2 separate regions of the Mus musculus genome follow, and region 2 is linked to region 1. A link is a contact called in public Hi-C data. All regions are on one chromosome and are shown on one strand. The core of a region is the stretch at or near the end of the contact, and the rest is flanking DNA. Distances in the headings are between cores, read along the strand shown. Region 1 has its middle 36 kb from the start of Gm40948. Region 2 has its middle 5.8 kb from the start of Gm33041.

Region 1 (5,092 bases), core at 1,740-4,239:
TGGAGCAATGACTAGGCTCTGAAGTCAAAGGTAGAGGCAAATATGTCAGTTCCACTGTTGACCTGTGGTAGGTTGGTTTTGAGATCCCATAGTCCTTTCTGCTCAGTGAGCTGCATGGACAAACTGTGATTTCCCCCAAGAGGAAGAAGATTCCGGGGGGGGGGGCGTGGGGGGTGGAGAGAAAGATGGGTGCGGGTATCAGCTACCACAGGCTTCAAAGCCATGCCCACAAATGTCCTTGAATAGGACATATACCCTTGTAGACAGGCAGCAGGACCCCCAGTGCACTGAATCAGGAGCCCCTACAATACACAACCTCTATTTCCCTCCTGCCTGGATTCCTGGGCAGCACTTGGTAAGTTCTCGTTAGAAAATAAGCTTATGGGGTTTAGGCAGATGGTTCAGTCAGTGGCGGGCTTGGCACGTGAGCATGAGAGCTGGGCATGGTGGCACTTGTTTATAATCCCAGTCCCTGGCAGGCAGAGACAGACAGATCCCTATGTAGCTGAATTGGTGAGCCCCAGGCCAGTGAGAAACCTTGTCTCAGAAGAACAAGATGGATGACTCTAGGAGTCTCACCTATCATGCTCCTGGGGCTCCTGTGACTTGTTCAGTTGCTGAGGGAGTGCCCTGCCTCTCTGGGGATGGGGACAGTTACAGTCTGGCCTATGGGCGGCCCACCTCAGCACTCACACGTCCCCTCCCTGCTTCTGTCTGTTTTCTGAAACTGTAACATAATACCTGAACCAGGTATTTGTTATAAAGAAGGGAGGCTGGGATTCAAGAGCAGTGCTGACCTGTGCTGCACATGGCACTGGTACCACATGGTGGAGTCTGCCCTGGGGGTTATGGAGAAAGAGTCTCCCAGCAACAGGGAAACACACCAGGCAGGGATACTAGCAAGGTCATTTTTCAGAGGTGCCAGCGTGCCGAATACAATGTGAAAGGAGGTGCAAGAGAAAGCCAGAAAGAGTCTGCCAGCACCTGAGGGACACTGGGAAGCTGCTTGTCCTGTCAGCATGTGTGGCCACCCCATTGTGGGCTACTGGTACTGGACCATGAGCCTCTCTGCCAGCTTAGAGGCTGGGCTGCAGAATGAATGCTGATAAGGAAAGCTTTGGCAGCACAGCCCCCTACAGATTCCCAGCAGCTCTGGAGAGGCAGCCCTTCCTCCACGGAGTAACAGTTAAGGTCTTGCAGGAGTATTTCTTATCACCAAATATTTAAACAGAATTGAAGAGAATTAACGCTGTTTTCTTCGTCTCTCACTGTCCAGGATCTGTGGTTCTTGTCCTGCCAGGCAGAGCTGTTCCGTGGAAATGTTTTCCCTTCTAGCACTTCCCGGAGTGGACTTGAAGCAGGGCGGGCGGGTGGGGTGGGGGTGGGGGGGATGTGAAGGGGAGTGGTGGGAATGTCTGTCTAAGGCAGTGTTGCTGAGTAATGCTATGTTTTCCTGGGAACCTTCTTCAAGGAGTGACATGGTCCAACTTTATCGTTAAAATGCAGAAATATACCAGTATTATAACCTTCTCCCTGTTATTCACAGGGAGGAGATAACAGCAATTTTGAGCTCCCAAATGCTTGCTTTCATCAACCCTGCTAGCTCAGACACTCTGTCCCGTGAGGCTGTTCCCGTTTCTTCTCAGACCTCCCTCCAGCCCGGCAAAGCATCCTGTTCATTCTTTTGGATGTGTGGGGAAAACAGTCAACAACTCCTGGGAAAGCAATTTAATGTGTGTATGTGTGTGTGTGTGTGTGTGTGTGTTTAAAGGGATAGTAACATCATCTGTGGAAAGTGGAGGGAGCCGCTACGGATGTCATGTGGTGGTGCGCCGTCTCCAGAAGCCTCGGCGGCTAGTGAGGGACACAGAGTTGTTTTGGCAAAGATTCGACAGCATCAGCTTGTTTGAGAGACACAACAGCAAAACACCACATGTCTGGGGGCTGCAGCGGCCTCCTTCATGGAGGGTCTGGTGCTTCTTCAGGATGCTGCAGCTGTGTGTTGTGACTTAGGAATGCTGGTCTGTTCCCATGGCATGGTGGCTCTGGGGATGGCTGCGGTAGGAGGTGGGGGTTTGGGAGGTGTGTCTGATACGTTAACACAGGTGCAGGCCCTTGAGGGGAAAGCTAATTATTTGAAAAGGAGCCTCACTGGTGGGTGGTGGGGTGGGGGCTTTCTAATCCAGAGAATACACAGCATGGCTGTGGCAATTCATCAGGAGCTGGGGCATCTCTTCACATTTCTCTGAGACTCCAGCACCAGCGTGACCATGTCCAGACCATGTCTAAACCGTCACAATGACTCTGGCTAAAGACATAAGAAGATGGGCCCCAGCTTTCAACTTGGCCTCAGGCAGATCTAATAAGATGTTGAGGAAGTCTCAGAGTCCTCGGAGGATGTGGATGCTGTTCTCCTGGGGACCGGTCCTCTTCCCTCACCTGCCCTTCCCGAGGTCATCATGGTTTTGGGCCCTTTGTGGCTTGTCTTCATGTGTGGAAAAGGGAAAAAAAGCATTGTCTAAGTGCCGTGTTGGAATGACTTGTGTGTGCACTGAAACCCTGGGCTCTGCATGTGACTTGGTGACTTTCACTGGTCACCATATTAGCAGCGCCTGGACAAGAGAAGCTGCCTGACACACCTTGGAGTATGGCTCCTGTGTTCACGTCCACCAAGGTCTATCACACAGGGCCAGCTTAGAACCCCTAGAAGAGGTGAGCCAAGCGGCACTGACTATGGGGACCTCCATCCTCAGGTGGTCAGGGACCAATCTCTACTTCCCCCAGTCCCCTGCTTAGATAGCAAGCAAGGAGAGGCAGAGAGCCTCAGTGGATTTCTGAGGCCCCGAGAGGGATCCAGGGAGAGGGAGACAATAACCCAGTGAAATAAACAGAAGACAATACGCGAGAACAGCAAACATACAAATAGGGTAAAAGAGCCTTAGGAAAAGCCTGCAGGATGTGCCCAGTGCAGTGAAGCAGGCTGCAGAATATGTGCTTCTTGTGGTCTAGAGGAGGTAAACAAGGTTGCTAGGAAACATTGGTGAGGTTGCTCAAGCAGCCACTGCTAAATAAAAAGTTTTTTCCTTCCCAGTCCCTGCTCCTGGAAGGACGACTCTGAGACTGACTGTTTATTAGTATATGCCTAGGTCATGAGCTTATTTAACCCTAACCACTCCGTGTCCTCCACCTGGTTAGTTACCTCTCCTTCAGCCCACACCCGCTTCTTCCTTCGTGCGGTTTTTTTTTTACCCCAAATCTTTCCTTTATAGCTCTCCTATTTCCCAGAATCCTCTCTTCCCGCCAGTGTCCCGCCTCCTATGTCCTGTCTCAGCTCATTAGCTGTAGGCGTTTTTATTGACAGGTGCTGCTTATAAGAGATTTCTCGCTACAAGCCATTGTTTTCAAAAGCAAGGAGAATGTGTTAGAGTGAAGGGAATGACCCAGTTAGAGCTTTTAAGTGTGAAAGAAACAAGTGAGTCTAGGTCATAGGCGGATGGTGAGCAGCAAGGATGGCGAGGATGGGGGCTGGGGGGAGGGGCCGGATGAGGATGATTGGAGGATGCTTGTCAGGTGAGGCTAGGAGGGTAGGCTGGGGGTGGAGGGTACTCATGGGATGAGGAGGGGAGCTAGAGAGATGGTGGCTGTTCAAGGAGCTGGTGGGGGTCTGGAGGTTCACTCCAGGCAAAAAGGGCTCAGAGTATAGTGAAGCCAGACTGGTGTAAGGAGAGCAGTGGAGCTTGGCTGGTTGGGACAAGGAATTAAGACCAGGGAGTAGGTGGGGACTGCGGTTTCAGGGAGGCAGAAAGGGTGAAGGGTCATTTGGCAGAGGTAGAAGGAATGTGTGAACATTCAGGAGGGACCTGGCACAGGGTTCCTGCACATCTCCGTGCTGGAGCTCCTGGGCATGTTTGATGGCCACAGGTCATCGTGTCTGGGAAAAGTGACTGTGGTCACCATGACATAAACTGTTACTGCAAAGCCAGATTGGCTGTGACAACAGGGGATTCCTCTGAGGTTCTGAGAGGTGAAAACTCAGAAGTGTTTAAGGTCTCAGGTGGAAGCCACCCACGTCGGGTGGGACAAGGTCAAACAGAGGGACAGGAAATAATGTCCCCCTGATAATGTCATCGTGGTGGTGTCTCTTCAGACAATAGCTTCTGTCTAAAGTCCATTATAAAGTATTAGCAGGCAGCCACTTCTTTTCCATTTTACTCTTCTGGAAGCATCTATTTTAAGAAAGACTTTCAAAGCTCCCAAGTCCAGAGAAATCTAGCCATGGCTTAATCCACACAGCAGGTGCAATCTTAGCAGCTGAGGAGAAGGGAAAGTATTTCCATGGTGTACAGCCAGCACAGCTGGGACCCAGTGTGGGACAGGAGACCTCAGGGCCTCTCCCAGCCCTTTCTTGCTCTTCAGTCTCTGGGTTGAGCATTCAGCAACCAGGATGTAAAACACCCACTTGCAACTCCACCATGAGTCTTGCATGTCTCCAGGGAAAAGTGATTCCCAATAAAGCCGCACACTGATCGGAACCAACTCCATCTTCCTTGGTATTTAGTACAGTGTCAGCTGAATAAGACCGCAGATCCCAGTCATGTTCGTGCCCTCATCCCTGTGACTATGCCACTCGAGAGACAAAACTTCCATGGCAGGTGGAATTAACTTAAGGATCCCGAGACAAGGGCTGAAGAGAAGGCCCAGTCAATCAAATGTCTGCTGTGTAAGCATGAAGACCCCACTCTGATGCCCAGCACCCGTGGAAAAAGCTGAGTGGGGTGTCACAAGCTTGGAATCTCAGCACTGGGGAGACTAAGATGTTTGAATCTCTGGGGCTCACTGGCCAGCCAGCATAGCTGAATCCTTAGCTTCAGGTTCAATGAGAGACTCTGACTCCAAAACAAGGAGGTCAGCTCCTGAATAATAGCATCGAGGCTGACCTCTGGTGTCCACACGCATGCAGATATGCAACACCCCCACAGGAACATGCACACACACTCCTACAGACACTCTCCTCCCGCCCCTCCAATAAAAGGATCCTGAGACGAGAGCACCGATCCAGATTGTTGGTGGACTCACTATCATCTGGGTCCTT
Region 2 (5,092 bases), core at 1,572-4,071, 170 kb after region 1:
GTATGTATGTATCTATCTATCTATCTATCTATCTATCTATCTATCTATCTATCTATCTATCTATCATCTACAATCTATCACTTATCTATTTATCTATCACCTATTTATCCATTATTCATCTATTATCTATTTGATTTAATTAAGTGTAAGTGTCCATTTACTGGCAGACACATCACTGTAATAGAAGAGCAGCGGATCCCTGAACACCCATGGCTACCAACCAGCCCTGCTCGTCCATAGGAAACATGGTTTTGATCAACCTTAATGTCCATTTTTAACAGTTGGAAGTGATCTTTATTTTGTAGCGTGGGATTCTTCCATGATGACGTACTCACACACATAAAAAGGAAAACACTGGTGGAGATGTTCCCCAGCTCCATTCCCGCCAGCGCCCGAGTGAGTCATTTCTGGAAGCATCTCTGTTATCTCTCCAGTCTCCTTGTGTATCCATCCCTCCCTCCTCTATAACTCTTCTGACCCCTGGGTTTTTCTCACAAGGGACATCTGGTCCTGTAGCCAGAGTCTTTAGCAGACTCCTTAAAATGAAAATGGAAATCCATATGGTTCCATGTGTTGTCCTCCAAGTGTGGGCCTTCATCCAACGTCAGTGGATGACAGCTCAGTGGGTGACAGAGTATGTCCCCTCCAGGAATCCTGGTGTAGTTTTGAGACTAGGCTTTCTTGTAAGTGCATCTCTATGTGTTGGGCTAAAATGATTTCATGTCCTTTTACATTAACTTACTTTTATTTTATGTGTATGGGTATTTCAACTATGCATATATCAATGCACCATATATGTGCCTGGTTCCCACAGAGGCAAGAAGAAGGTGTTATATCCCTAGAACTGGGGTTTCAGATCTGTGGCCCTCCTGTGGATGTCGAGAATCAAACCCAGGTCCTCTGGAAGAGCAGCAAGTGCTCTTAATTGGTGAGCCATCACTCCAGCACTTTGCTTTGGTGTCTTGTCACCAAGGTACTGGTCTAATGACCTTTGGCTTGGTTGTTGTAATTCCGAGTTAAGGTGACCAGAAACTTTAAAAGGCACCATGATCCTTGGCGGAACCGCAGACCCAATTCCTAGGACAACTTTAAAGATGAGTTGTTTTGTCCTTAGCAGATGGTGAGCAGATGGCATAATCTTTCCCTAATGTGTATGGATTTGAGGTCATTGTGTAAAAGCGACATCTGAATCACTGCTGTGGTGCCCTGTCACCCGGCAGAGCTGTCGGGTTTTGAGTCTGGGGGACTCTGGTTTTATAGATAACTACTGTCCTAGCTCAGGGGGAACATGTCCCCACTCTACTCATAGAGGACATGAGTAGACTATACACAGACCCTGCAATAGTCCAAGGGTCTGCACAGTCTTGCATGTTGCTTGCTGAGGGTCTTCGCCCTGGAAGTTAGGGAAGGAAATCCGTAGTGAGCAATACTGGCCTGAGCTTGGGAGGGGATTAGCATCCTGTGGCCAATGGAAATAAGACCATTGTCAGTGAGAAGATTATTTGGAACATTGAACTTGGCCGATGTGAAGTTGTTCACTTAGCCACCCTCTTCTGGCCTCTTCTCTTGTTTTCTTTGACCTTGGTCTGGGTTCCAATCCCCAACCCTCGGACATTGGTGGCACATGGCTGCCATGAGAGACAATACTGGGAAGCCATGTCCAGGCTGGGTTGGCACCACAGTGTTTGGGGGTGGGAATGGTTATGACTATAGAGGGCATACAGTTCTGCACATCAAGCTACCACAGCCTCTTCTTCCAATATCTCAAGACAATTAGCAAGAAGTGAGACATTCTGCTGTCAGAATAAAACGTTCTTGGATGGGTCACACCCACATCTCTAAATAGCCCATGTTAAACCTACAACCACACTGACAGCTGTATCTTCGTAAGGGTGTGTGTATGCATATGGATGTGCGTGTGCGTGTGTGTGTGTGTGTGTGTGTGTGTGTGTGTGTGTGTGTGTAGACTAAGCTTGACATTGGGTATCTGTCCTGGTTGTTCTGCTCCTTTAATTGTGAAACAACCTTAGCCGCTGATCCTGAAGCTTAGTATTTGGCAAGGTTGGCTGGCCAGGAGCCCCTGCAGAGCTGAGGTTACAGGCACACACATCACCACAAGTTGTTTCTAAATATTAGTTCTGCATCTCAAATTCAGGTCCTCACACTTGGAAGGGGGAGTGCTTGACCACCCGGGATGTGCATATTCTTGCACACACATATTTTTAAAGGGAGACTGAGGAATGGAACTGTCTTCTGAATGCAGTTTGCTGGTGAGAGGCCCAACCCATTACCAGCACTGGACAGTAGCAAGCTTTGCAGTCATTTCCAACTGAGTAGCTGGTGACATGGGCTCTCAACCTGGTGGTGACTTGTACACCCCCAAATCTTAATCAACAAGTTATAACTGTGCACATTTATGGAGTACTACGAGTTCTTTTGATACATGTGTGCATTACATAATTTTTAAACCAGTCTGAGTACCTTATGCAATGAACAAGTCATATATTGATCTCTTTAGATACTTATCATTAAAATACTGTCAACTCTCTCCAGATGTTCTCGTAGCTTACCCCACAGATGTGGGGTAATATGTATTTGGCATCACTGCCCACTTCTCTGCAGCAGAGTACCAGCATGCCTTGCTCCTGTCTCAGTATAACCCTGTGCCTGGTGCTCAGTCTCTTCCTGCTTGCTCTCTCCTGCTCTCCTCTCCCCAGCCTCTGGTGATCATCGTCCCAGTCTCTCCTATGACATCAACTTTCAGATTCCACATGCACTGAGATCATGCCCCATTTGTCTTTCGGTGCCTGGTTTGCCTCACTTAGCCCAAGGTCCTCCTGTGCAGTCGGATTTGTCGCCAGTGACAGGTTATCAGCCTTTGTGGCTGAACCATGGCCCATTGTGAGCACAGGCCACATTTTTCTTCATCCGTTCATCAAGTGTGTCCCAGATTTTAATGAGATTTTAGACCATTCTGGAATTTGTGACATTAAAGGTTGTGTGTATGTGTATACTCACATGATATAATCCAACCTTTTAAGGTAGTGTATAGTCAAGTCCATATTCTGAATAATTTTGGGCTTTATGTATGTCAGAGACGTCACCTGGTTTTCTTACATTTAAATTTTAATTAGGTAAGAAATACACTTATATAACTAAGTGATTACACATATTAAAACTTGCACAGCTAAAATTCTCTCTTCTACCACAGCCTGGCCAGATCAGATTCTCAAAACAAACGTAAAAACAACATTAGTACTGTCAACTTTCTGTGTCGTTTATCAGATATTTTGATATGGATCAGAAGGTTGGCATCTATCTGAGCTTTCTTTTTCTCAACTCTGGGCATAATGTGTTTCTCCATCTTTCTCTTTTTCATTTAGCCTGGTGTCTTGAAGTCTTACACCTTTTAGCACATGAGGGGTTAAACACGTATCTTTATAAAGACTGGCATCTGTCACCCCATATCGTGTGCCAAATCTGTTTAACCAGTCCCCTGTGGAGGGAGGCGCTGAGTCTTTGTGATTTCCGATACTGTAAAAAGATCCCAGAAAAAAAGCCAACAAGTGTTCAGTCCACTGGGTGAAGGGATGCGGCCACTTTAGTTTTTCCACCACCGTGACATGGTTATAAAAACAGAAAGAAGGAAAAAGAGGGGGAAAAAACAGATGATAACAATCCTCCATGAAAATTGTGTAGAACAGAAATGTGTTATGTATAAATACATTTTTATTGGCATACAGTCATGTCATTTCTAGGCATCCTGTCTACTGCTTTCCATGAACAGACAGAAGCAGCATCCTCTTCCTGCCAAGCAGGGATACATGAAAACCCCAGGGATGTTTTACATTAGAGCAGCTTTCCAAGGCCAGAGGTGATGCTGTGTGTTGTCAGTGTCAGGATGTCTTCACCATGTGACTCATGAGAGGAACATGGCCTCTGGAAGTCAAGTTCCAGGCAGAGTAGGACACAGACCATGTCATCTGGTAAGATAATGAAAGCTATCCTTGTCACCTAGGGACTTGGTGACCACGCCACAAAATAGAAGACACATTAGTGTGACCAGGCTGAGCACTTTCCACCAAATTTCACACATGTTCTCAGCAGAGTCACTCATAAAGCATGTGTGTGCATACACATACATACACACATATGGATACTTATGTGCAAGCACATACACACACAAATGAATACTTATGTGCACGCACATACGCATGTGAGTACATATGTACACACACATACACACATATAGATACTTATGTGCACATACATACACATAGATGCACACACATACACATGTGAGTATTCACATGCACACATGTACATCATTTCAGTGGGGAGGACTCACACAGTTACCAAGCAAAGCCCTTTAGTGGTGCTTAATTACTGTTCTGAGCTTGATGGTGGTGGTTGGAAAGAATATCCAAAGAAAATAGGATGATCATCAGTTTTTCCAGAAAGAACACTTGCTCTTAGGCTGAAGAATACTGGCAAGAGCCTCACTAGTAGTTAGGAAGCCAAGCAATCACGAAAGGAAAAGCCACTCACTCTTAGAATAGCTAGATGATGGTTTTAGTTATCTTTATTTACTGGGTGTGGTGGCTCATACATGTGATCCTGGCACTTGGGAGGCTGAAGCAGGAGGATCTCTCTGAGTTTGAGACCAGTCTAGACTTCATATCGAGATTCTAGCTCATGAAAAAAAAAAAGAAGAAGAGAAAGAAGAGGAGGATGGAGAGGAAAAAGGGGAGGAGGGACAGGAGAAAGAAGAGGGAGAGGAGAAGTTATCTTTTTACTTTGGGGCTAAGAAGGCTTTTAAATAAGACTCAGTATAAAAAAATCAAAAATATAAACTGTAATATAATAAAAATGAGATATCATACAACTTTCATTAATCCAAAATTGTTAAAGATCTTGCCTAGAACTATCCTATTTCTTTTTTCAAGACAGGATTTCTCTGTGTAGCCTTGGCTGTCCTGGAACTCACTTTGTAGACTAGGCTGGCCTCGAACTCAGAAATCCGCCTGCCTCTGCCTCCCAAGTGCTGGGATTAAAGGTGTGCACCACCACCACCCGGCTAGAACTAGCCTAT

Evidence for each region. A called contact is a pair of places that touch in the nucleus more often than the background predicts.
Region 2: a Hi-C map of uterus shows a contact between it and region 1, with 2.9 times the contacts expected there. The contact joins two enhancer-like sites. A contact is called at or near these places in 14 of 484 Hi-C or Micro-C datasets (B cells, the G1E-ER4 cell line, the HL-1 cell line and 8 more) and 4 of 115 datasets of contacts at active chromatin or transcription factors (astrocytes, bone marrow-derived macrophages, differentiating embryonic stem cells and 1 more).

Annotation. Positions count from the first base shown.
Region 1 is chr13:52,045,117-52,050,208 of GRCm38.p6, forward strand. No RefSeq gene overlaps it. Among named protein-coding and RNA genes, the nearest start is that of Gm40948, 36 kb to the right of the region's middle. Within about 2 kb of position 2,990, at least 29 of the 459 cell types and tissues checked have an H3K27ac peak or open chromatin away from gene starts, as enhancers often do. A contact at or near this core is called in uterus, where this site is marked.
Region 2 is chr13:52,214,475-52,219,566 of GRCm38.p6, forward strand. No RefSeq gene overlaps it. Among named protein-coding and RNA genes, the nearest start is that of Gm33041, 5.8 kb to the right of the region's middle. Within about 2 kb of position 2,822, at least 10 of the 459 cell types and tissues checked have an H3K27ac peak or open chromatin away from gene starts, as enhancers often do. A contact at or near this core is called in uterus, where this site is marked.